2 separate regions of the Sus scrofa genome follow, and region 2 is linked to region 1. The links are chromatin contacts, called in public HiChIP or PLAC-seq maps. All regions are on one chromosome and are shown on one strand. The core of a region is the stretch at or near the end of the contact, and the rest is flanking DNA. Distances in the headings are between cores, read along the strand shown. Region 1 holds the start of LOC102164889 (zinc finger protein 569). Region 2 holds the start of LOC102164415 (zinc finger protein 420-like).

Region 1 (4,986 bases), core at 1,246-3,745:
TTCTGCTTTACCTATCCTCTTACAATTTTTTGCTATTTAATGTATGTTATATTTAACTTACCTTATTTATTACCTGGCCCACAACAATGTAAGTACCATGATAGCAGAGAGCTTGTCTCCTTTGTTCAATGCCATATCCCAATCATCTATAATAATTCCTGTTGCACACAGCATTCAATAAATGATGAGTGGATGAATGAATGAATCCTTAATACCTGAAGAACCTGGAAAAGAAATTTGAAAATAGAACACTGCTTTAGAAAAATATCTTGGAAAACACATAATTCACACAAAAAAGACTTTTAAAATGCTTGACCTCAGTAGTAATCAAATAATTGAAAATTAAAGAAATAATTTTACATCCATGAGGTTAAAACATTACTACTAATATTAATGATAACCATTGTTATCAAGGGTGTATGAATATAGGCAATCTTTTTTTGTGTGTGTGTGGTCTTTTTAGGGCTTCACCCACGGCAAATGAAATTCCCAGGCTAGGGAACTACACCACAGCCACTGCAATGCCAGATCCAAGCTGCATCTTCAACCTATGCCACAGCCTTTGGCAAGCCAGATCCTTAACCCGCTAAGCAAAGCCAGGGATCAAACCCACATCTTGGATACTCGTCGGGTTTCTTAACCCACTGAGCCACAACAGGAACTCTGGCAATCTTATATTATCCCATGAATACTATAGTTTATTGGGACCTAACAAGAGAATAATCGGATACATTTAGGAGCCTTTTTTTTCTATTTTTTTGGCCACCTCAGAGGCAGGCAATGTTTCCAGGCCAGAGATCCAACTATGCCACAGCAGCTACAATGTGGGATGCTTAACCTGTTGAACCACCAGAGAATTCCTAGGGAGACTTTACTAAGCACATATATCTTGACCTATCAGTTTCACTTCTAAGACCCTGCCCCCTATCCAACAACCCCTTACCCCCTCAAAAAAAAAATTAAAAAATTAAGAATGTGCACTATAGGGAGTTCCCGCTGTGGCACAACTGGTTAAGGATCCCAGTAGCTGCAGGTTGGATGCCGAGCCTCACACAGTGGGTTAAGTATCTGCGGTTGCTGTAGCTGTGGTGTAGGTTAGCAGCTGCAGCTGGGACTGGATCTCTGGCCCAGGAACTTCCACATGCCCCCCCCCCCCCCAGTGAAAAAGAAAAATAAAGTGCATTGTAACATGTGCCAAATAGTTGCTGATAAACACGTTCTTTATAAAGGCAAGCAGTTGAAAAGAAGTAAATTACCCAACATGGGTATGGTATGCATTAAAATATATACCATAAAAAACTTTAAAATGATGATGTAGACTTGTAATAGTTTAAATGGAAAGATATTAATTGGGCATTGTTAAATGGCACAGGTAGTTTACAGAACGTACCTATAGTGTGATTCCAATTTTCAAGCTATTATGAATATATATATGATTCCATGTGTATGTATTCACAGAGGGAGGCGGCAAAAGATGGGAAATAAATTTTGATAGTGGCAGGTAGAAATAGGAATGATTTTTGGTTTTTTTTTTGTCTTTTTGCCTTTTTTAGGGCCGCTTTTCGCGGCATATAGAGGTTCCCAGGCTAGGGGTCTAATCGGAGCTGTAATCACCGGCCTACGCCAGAGCCACAGCAACGTGGGATCTGAGCCGCTTCTGCGACTACACCACAGCTCAGGGAAACGCCGGATCGTTAACCCACTGAGCAAGGCCAGGGATCGAACCCGCAACCTCCTGGTTCCTAGTCGGATTCGTTAACCACTGCGCCACGACGGGAACTCCGATTTTTGTTTTCTTAGAGCTTTTCTGTATTTTGTGATTTGGGGCGGGGAGTCGGGAGGAAGGAGCATGATGTTAAAGCCCACAAAATAACCTAGCCAATATACAAAAATAAACTTTGAAATTAAATACTAATACAAAGTGTCGAGGCTATTGATGTCTCATATAAAAACATATTTCCGATTACCATAACCACAGAAACCAAGCACTGGTGCAAACAGTCTCACAAAACTACACACACAACCGAACTCTATCTACCCTTCAACCACGGAGTTTTTTCTGCGTGATGCGCAGCCACGTTCATATTGAAACAGAAAAGGAAAAGCACATCCACAAAATCCGCCCGCACACGATCCCAGGGCCACACTCAGTCACAGGCAAATGTCTGGCAAAAGTCCTGTCAAGCCACACGCCCACAGTCCTTCACACGCCACTCCCACGGCCTCAGGGAACCACCCGCGCGGGCAAAGCCCTGCCCCGCGTCCTCCTCCAACCACACGGGCACCAGGTCCGCAGGCCCCTACTCCACCCAGCACAAAGAGTCCCGGACTGTGAGCTCGCGGCCTCCCGAGGACTCACCACCAAGCCCGCGGACACAGGCCCCAATCCCACGCTTCCACACCGCCCAAGTGGCAGAGCCGGTGCGGCCCTAGCTGGGGCGCCACTAAGGTCCGGGCCGGCGGCGAATGAAGGCAGCACCGGCCTCGGTCCGTTAGACGAAGGATAACACTTCCCAGCGGCCCCCGCGCTCGCCGGGCGGGGCTGGCCTTTCGGTTGGGCAGCGGTGGGAACAACCGACCGCTGCGTTCGAGCGCTCTCAGATCGGCCCAGGGGGCTCAGCTGAGAGTTTGGCCGCAGCTGCCCCTCGTGAGTCCGGCCCTCGGAACCTGGGATTGCTACTTGGTGCTGAGACGTATCTGAAAAGATCCACAGCTTTACTGCCCCGGACTACATTTCCCAGAGGCCATCTCGGCCCACATCTATTTTCTGCAAAAAGTTTCCTCTTAATGTTTGGCTGGATCTTCGTGTTCTCGGCGTTTTGGTTCCCGGTCCGTGAAGAAAGCTCGGCTGAGTCTGTTTAGTTCCTTCTGGTCCACGCCCCACCCGGGACTGGACTTCAGTGGGATGACGGTGGGGAAAGATCAGGGCGCCGTGGAGAGACGAGAGCCGGAGCTTCAGGCTCCTGGAGGCAGTTAGAAAAGGGAGGAGTGCCATTGCGTGGTCGTATGTGGGAGACTTAAGCGGTGGAATTTGGGAGACTGCGGGGTCGAGGGAGGTCCAGTGACTTGGGGTCGTGGGAATTAATTTGCGATTATTTGTATGACCTCTTTATTCCAGCACTGACGTTTGTTCAGAGACAGTGGACAGTGTGTTTGTGTCCATTCCATGTGTGTGTTTCTGCTTTTCTGACTGGCACTTGTTACAACGTTGGAACTTACAAGGTTAAGGTAATAAACCATAATCACCAAAATATTAAACGGAAAAAATTATAGAAATTTCTGAATGTGTATTACTGGAAACACCCATGATTTTTACACCGTGTTACTCTACAGTCCGTGTGTGTTAAAAGGACATAGGTATTACAGGTAATTTAGAAAGATATTGAAGAAGACAAAGATGTTGAGCCATCAAATGAAAGTTCATGTCAATAAAGTGGCCTCGACATCAGGAGTGAGAAGTGTTAAGTGGAAAAGGAGAGAGGTAACCAGGAGCCTAAGAATCCAGCAATCCAGAGTATGTCACTCCTTCCCTCAAGACCTGATTTTCTTACTTTCTTTTTTTTTTTTCTTCAGCATTTCATATGAGTTCGTTTGACTTAAGAATTAAAAAACAATTGACAAATGAAAGTTTAAGATTCAGTGCAATAATTTTGCAGTAGGGACTAAAATGGAGAATTTTATCTATGAAAACACCCTAGTCTATGCTTTTGTGCAATAGTATGTTGGCAAGGAGAACAAAATACTGCAGACTACATCATGCTAAATATCAGGAACTTGTGGTGGTTGAAGTCAGATTTCTGACTCCTAAGCTTACTGAGAAGCTATAGAAAGTCCAAAGGACTATGTTATCTCTGGGAAGCAGTAGAAGGTAGTTTTCCTTTCACAGCCTTCCGCTCACTAGATGATAATGGGCACTGTTTCAGAGTAGGGTGAACCTGTTTCTGAGGAGGAAAAAGAGGGTTCCAAACACTGCACAGAGAGAACATGTCCTCTAAATCAGTTTGGCTTATTTTCTCCTATGTGTTTACTGACAGTACATTATTTTTATGTCTACTATGAGAATTATTTTTTGCTAGTTATTTTAATAGATAAGAAGAGAACAGAGTTAATGGTTCTATGTTCAGCTTCCTGATTTCATTTTTTGTTGTTTATCTATTTTAAGTTTTAGTGAAGTATTGTTAATTTACAAATTTGTGATAATTTCTGCTGTACAGCAGTCATACATATACACATAGCCATTCTCTCTCAGAGTCTTTTCTCATATAGATTATCACAGAATACTGGGTAGAGTTCTCTGTGCTATATAGCAAGTCCTCATTGGGCACTCATTCTATATACCACAGTCCCAAACCCCCAGTCCATCCCTTCCACCTTCTTCCACCTATCCCCTTGGGCACCCCAATGTTCATTTCAGCATTATTTACAATAGCCAAGGCATGGAAGCAACCTAAATGTCCATCAACAGAGGAATGGATAAAGATGTGGTACATAATACAATGGTAATATTACTCAGTCATAAAAAAGAATGAAATAATGCCATTTGCAGCAACATGGATGGACCTAGAAACCATCGTAATAAGTGAATTTAGTCAGACAATGAATGACAAACATATGGTATCACCTATATGTGGAATCTAAAAGGATAAAAATGAACTTATTTGCAGAACAGAAACAGACTCGCAGACTTTGAAAAACTTATGTTTACCAAAGCGGAACACCTGATTTTTTTTTTTTTTTTTTTTTAGCTTTTTAGAGCCATACCCACGGACTGTGGAAGTTCCCAGGCCAGGGGTTGAATCAAAGCTACAGATGCCAGCCTACACCACAGCCACAGCAACACAGGATCCGAGCCGTGACTTTGACCCACACCACAGCTCACGGCAATGCTGGATCCTTAACCCACTGAGCAAGGCCAGGTACTGAACCCAAATCCTCATGAATACTAGTCGGGCTTGTTTATCACTGAGCCACAATGGGAACTTGCTG
Region 2 (4,601 bases), core at 679-3,178, 180 kb after region 1:
CACATATATATAGACACATATATAGCAATGGGAAAAATGAACTGTAGTTATAGAAATATGAAAATGTTCACAAACATTTTTAATGAAAAAAGACACAAAAGAATATTTATTCATGCCAAAATATAAAACAGACAAAAACTGAATCTATGTGGTTTTGGAATTCACACCAAAGTTCTAATGAAAGACAAAGTGGTTGTCACCAGAAGTGCCTCCAGGTTGTGGAGGCATATATCAGGCTGCTTTAGAGATGGCTGTATTCTTTTACTGGACCTGGGTATTCCTTACATGAGTCTTTTTTTTCCCCTTGCAGCCTCTCTTTACACAAGTCGTTATATTATTTGTTAAACTGCACAAATGGATATTAAATGGCATGTGTGTATCTAATTTGAAATTTAAAAAATAAGCCATAGGCATTTCAAATAAATATGTACCTCTAAAAATGTGTCCAATATTAAATTATGTGGGGAAAATATAATTTTATGTAAAAATGAAGGTTATAAAATAGTAAATGCTGAATAAATTCAATTTTTTAAAATCACATTTTATATATGTACATAAAACATGCTGAGAAAAAAATATCAAAATGTTGCCATTAGTTTTAGGTAGGAATTTAAATTTTCTTCATTGGGGATTGCCATACTTTTGAAATTATTTAAAACAATCATGTTTTAATTTTATATTAAAAAAGAAATAGTTGGGTTTTTTTAAGACAGCTGGAGAAAAAATTAAACCATTTGACAAATTAGAAAGAGAAAGGTGCATGTGTGAATGGGGGTTTGGTTTAAATCACATTTCACACATGAAAAATTCCGGGGATCAGGTCATCTGATAGGCAAGAATTTTCAAGAGGAGGAAAGCCAGTTACATACTGACAAAGAAAAGAGGATTTCAAGAAACGACAAGCTACCTTGCAGGTGCCTTGAGGATGTTCAACAGCCATTCTCTACTCCACTCTGGAAGATTCTATTCAAGCAGAGCAGAGCTGAGGAGGGAAAAAGGAGTCAGGAGAAACCAGGCTCTTCTGGAAGCCCCAAGTCAAATTACCGCCCATCACCTACAGATGTAGGTCAGACAAAGCTCGGGCGTCCTGCTCAATACCACCATTACAGACAAGAGCAGGGTCATTTGCAGTTCTGGGCAGAATCTGTCCCTGAGCTAACAAAGGTCTCCGGGGAACAGAGCGCTGGAGTCATAGAGGCTCCAAGACAAAGACGCCCCACACCTACAGTGCTAGATGGATACACATAATCATACAAACTCACACTACGGGGACACAGGCACCTCAGACCTCCAACACAATGGGCTGCAGACAGCCACACAATTACACACACCACAGGGCAGTCCGTCAGAACAGCAGAGTCACAGGCACACCACATTCTCACATACCCAGTGACACCTACCACGGGGACACAATGGCAACAAATTCACATGCATCCTACCACCACAAATCAATCAATCTCTCTCTCTCACACACACACACCCCCCAAGGGGAAACAGCCATAAATCTCACAGGCAAATATCTCTTCCCTCTCTTTAATAAAGTCTTTAATAAAGTCTTCCTCCACACCCGTGGTTCAGCAAATGATCATAATCTCACACACACACACACACACCCCAAAAGGATACACAGTTTTACAACCGCAGTCAAGGAACATCGCACTCTCGTGTCACACCCAGTCATACAAGCACAATCAAAACTGCAAATCAAGCCCGCCTCCCCGCCCTCAGAGTTCGGTACGCGGCCACACAGACACAAAGACACAATCACAGACACATACGCTCCTCACAATCTCCCCTTCTCAACTGACTCCCGTAGAGGCCAGAGGTTCCCGACAGGCGCGGTCCCAACCCCAGGCTCCAGGACATCTCACCTACTATTCCTCTGGTCTGGTCAGCACGGCTCCACTCTACTTAAATTGAGCCTAGCAGCTCTCACAGCACCCCGAAGCCATTTCCCCCAACCCGCCAGAACGCCCCGCCCACTCTCAGCAGCGGGTATAGTTCTCGCGGGAGGGGGCATTAGGCCTAGAGGCCTCTGGGAGATGTAGTCCAGAAGGCGACGGGGGCTAAAAGCTGTCTCCAGTTTATCCAGTTCCCCAGTAGTTAAGAGCTTGGACCTGCAGCGTACGGGAGGCTTCCGCGAGGCTTAGCTGAAAAGAACTCGCTCGACCAAACTTTAGTCAAGCTCCTTTGGGCCCTCTTCTTGACTTAGACCTCGTCCTTGATCTACTGACCCCAGTTCAGCAAGAAAAAAATCCCCCTACCGGATACTTAACCAAATTCCTCTTTTTTTTTTGCATCCACTCCATCACCCTGACCATTGGCTATTAATCCCCGGTTACTGTTATAGACCAAGTTGGGTTCAGTATCTCTTCCCTATCTTTAATAAAGTCTTCAATAAAATCTTCCTTATGTGACTGTCGGCTGCAACTTTCACACAGCCCGGCCTCAGAGTATGGCTCTCAGGTTTTGGGCGCTCACCGTGCAACATGCTGGGTCCCATGGCCTCCTGGGATATGTAGTCCAGGACTTTGCCAGTGGCCAAAGGGATTGCGTTCCCTAGGCGCTAAAGTGGGGCCTGATCTCTGTTAAATAAATGCTCAAGACGCTGCTTAGAATTATGCTTTGCCGCGGGAACGCGCAAATGCTCCCTGGGCAAGTTGCTGTGGAACGTGTTGGGGAGCCAGAAGAGCAAACCGAACGTGAGACCTGAGTGTCTGGGACCAAAGCAGCTTAGGGAGTTAGAAGGGGGGAATCCACAGCTCAGTCATGTACGTGAGAGCGGGCAAAGGAGGGCCCTAGTGTGAGACCATGATGAGATTGCGGGCATGACTACATTTAGGGGTTAGTTGAATTAATGAGGGACAGTATGTGGGTAAAATTGATGAGTGTGAGAGAGAGGTGGGAACAAGATTCTGAGTGGCTTTGGGAGGATGGAGGTTCATATTGTGGACACGTGTGTTTGGGAGTAATTGTGTGTGTGTGTGTCAGGGCAAGATTGTGTGTGGATCTGTGTGTGTTTCAGAACGTGAATGTAGGTCACTGCATGGGTGGATGGGCTAGAGGAGGAAAAGTCCTCTCAGCTTCCATTTCCTCTTCAAATTGTAATAATAAGAGCATGTCGGTGTTCCTGCCATGGCCAGTGGGTTAAGAATCTGGCTGCAGCGGCTATGGTCACTGTTGGAGGTGCCAGTTGGATTCCCATTGGATTCCAGGGTTGCCCCCAGCTAAAAGGGAGGTTGCAGCTCTGGCTCTGTAGCTCAGATTCAATCCCTGACCCAGAAACTTCCATATGCCAAGGGCGCAGACATCAAATTAATAAATACATATAAATGGTATGTTTTAGGAGAAGGGGCTCCATATTGTGATAAGTAACATCTAGCTTTTTGTTTGTTTGTTTGTTTTTTGGTCTTGTCTTTTTAGGACCACATCCACTGCATGTGTAAATTCCCAGGCATATGGAAGTTCCCAGGCTAGGGGTGGAATTGGAGCTGCAGCTTGCAGCTGCCAGCCTACACCACAGCAGTGCTGCAACCCTGTGGTTTCTACAACCCACACCGGAACTTATGGCAACACTGTATCCACAACCCACTGAATGAGGCCAGGGATGGAACCCACATCTTCATGGATACTAGTCATGTTCATTCCTGCCGAGCCACAATGGGAACTCCACCTATAGCATTTTAATATAAACACTTAAGATTCCACATTTTGTTCTGGAATGGAATACCAATCAGTGTGTGTGTGTGTGTGTATGTGTGTGTGTTTGGCTGCATCCATGGCAAATGGAAGTTTCTGGGCCAGGGATTGAATCCCAGCAGCAACTGCCACCTACAGGAAGCTGTGGGAGAGAGGATTCTTTAACCCACGGAGCAGTAACAAACCCAAGTCTCCACAGCTAAGGGAGCTGGGGGCTGCTGCAGTTGGATTCTTAACCCACTGAGCCACGGTGGGAGGAAACTGCTGACTTTTTAAATGATATATTTTGTTTTGGGGGTACCTGTTTTGAGTTATGTCCACAAACTTCTCTCCAGATGTTTTTTTCTTCTCTGTTCTTTGAGAGACATTGGTGATTTAATGTTCAGTTCAACCGGGAATTATCAGCCACACTGAAAAGATGTTCAGAGGAAATTGTACAGGGATGTGATGCTGGCGAACAGAGCAACATAGGCACATTAGGTAAAGTGACATCTCTGACATATTTAGAATCTTTACACAGCATAATGGATTCAGCTTTAAATTGTAGGCTTCAGGTATTCTCAATCCCTCTGCTACATGACTGTATACACTCAACCTGTAAAGCAAAAGGTTATTACTTTGTACCTCTTTATATGGTAACTTCCTTACAAGCCCAGGTTCAATCTGAGTTTGAGGCGTGCTGGAATTCAAGGGTCTTGTCATTTTCCCATATATAGGCAAACAGTGGCTAATAAGGGAAGGGAGGGGATGCAGAGACCAGGGAGGAGCAGTCCACAGACAATAATGCAGCCTGGGGGGAGAGTCCTGTTCTCTCCTCAAGGAATCTTAATTACAGTATCTTTGAATGCTTCCGCAGTATGTAAAACCCCCAACAACTTGAAGATGTTAATGAAGCATTCTTC

The links. HiChIP or PLAC-seq counts read pairs in DNA pulled down with a chosen protein or histone mark.
Region 2: a contact with region 1 is called in an H3K27ac HiChIP or PLAC-seq map of skeletal muscle. The contact joins the promoter of LOC102164415 here to the promoter of LOC102164889 in region 1. A contact is called at or near these places in 4 of 47 Hi-C or Micro-C datasets (heart right ventricle, liver and skeletal muscle) and 1 of 2 datasets of contacts at active chromatin or transcription factors (skeletal muscle).

What each region holds. Positions count from the first base shown.
Region 1 is chr6:46,433,884-46,438,869 of Sscrofa11.1, forward strand. It overlaps LOC102164889 (zinc finger protein 569), which reads right to left and starts at 2,496. Exons shown (of 7, transcript XM_005664555.3): 1 at 2,360-2,496; 2 at 62-224.
Region 2 is chr6:46,611,390-46,615,990 of Sscrofa11.1, forward strand. LOC102164415 (zinc finger protein 420-like) reads right to left here and starts at 1,929. Exons shown (of 11, transcript XM_021097540.1): 1 at 1,872-1,929; 2 at 908-982. The coding sequence starts at 940. It overlaps LOC106510532 (zinc finger protein 345), which reads right to left and starts at 1,990. Exons shown (of 3, transcript XM_013998463.2): 1 at 1,872-1,990; 2 at 908-982.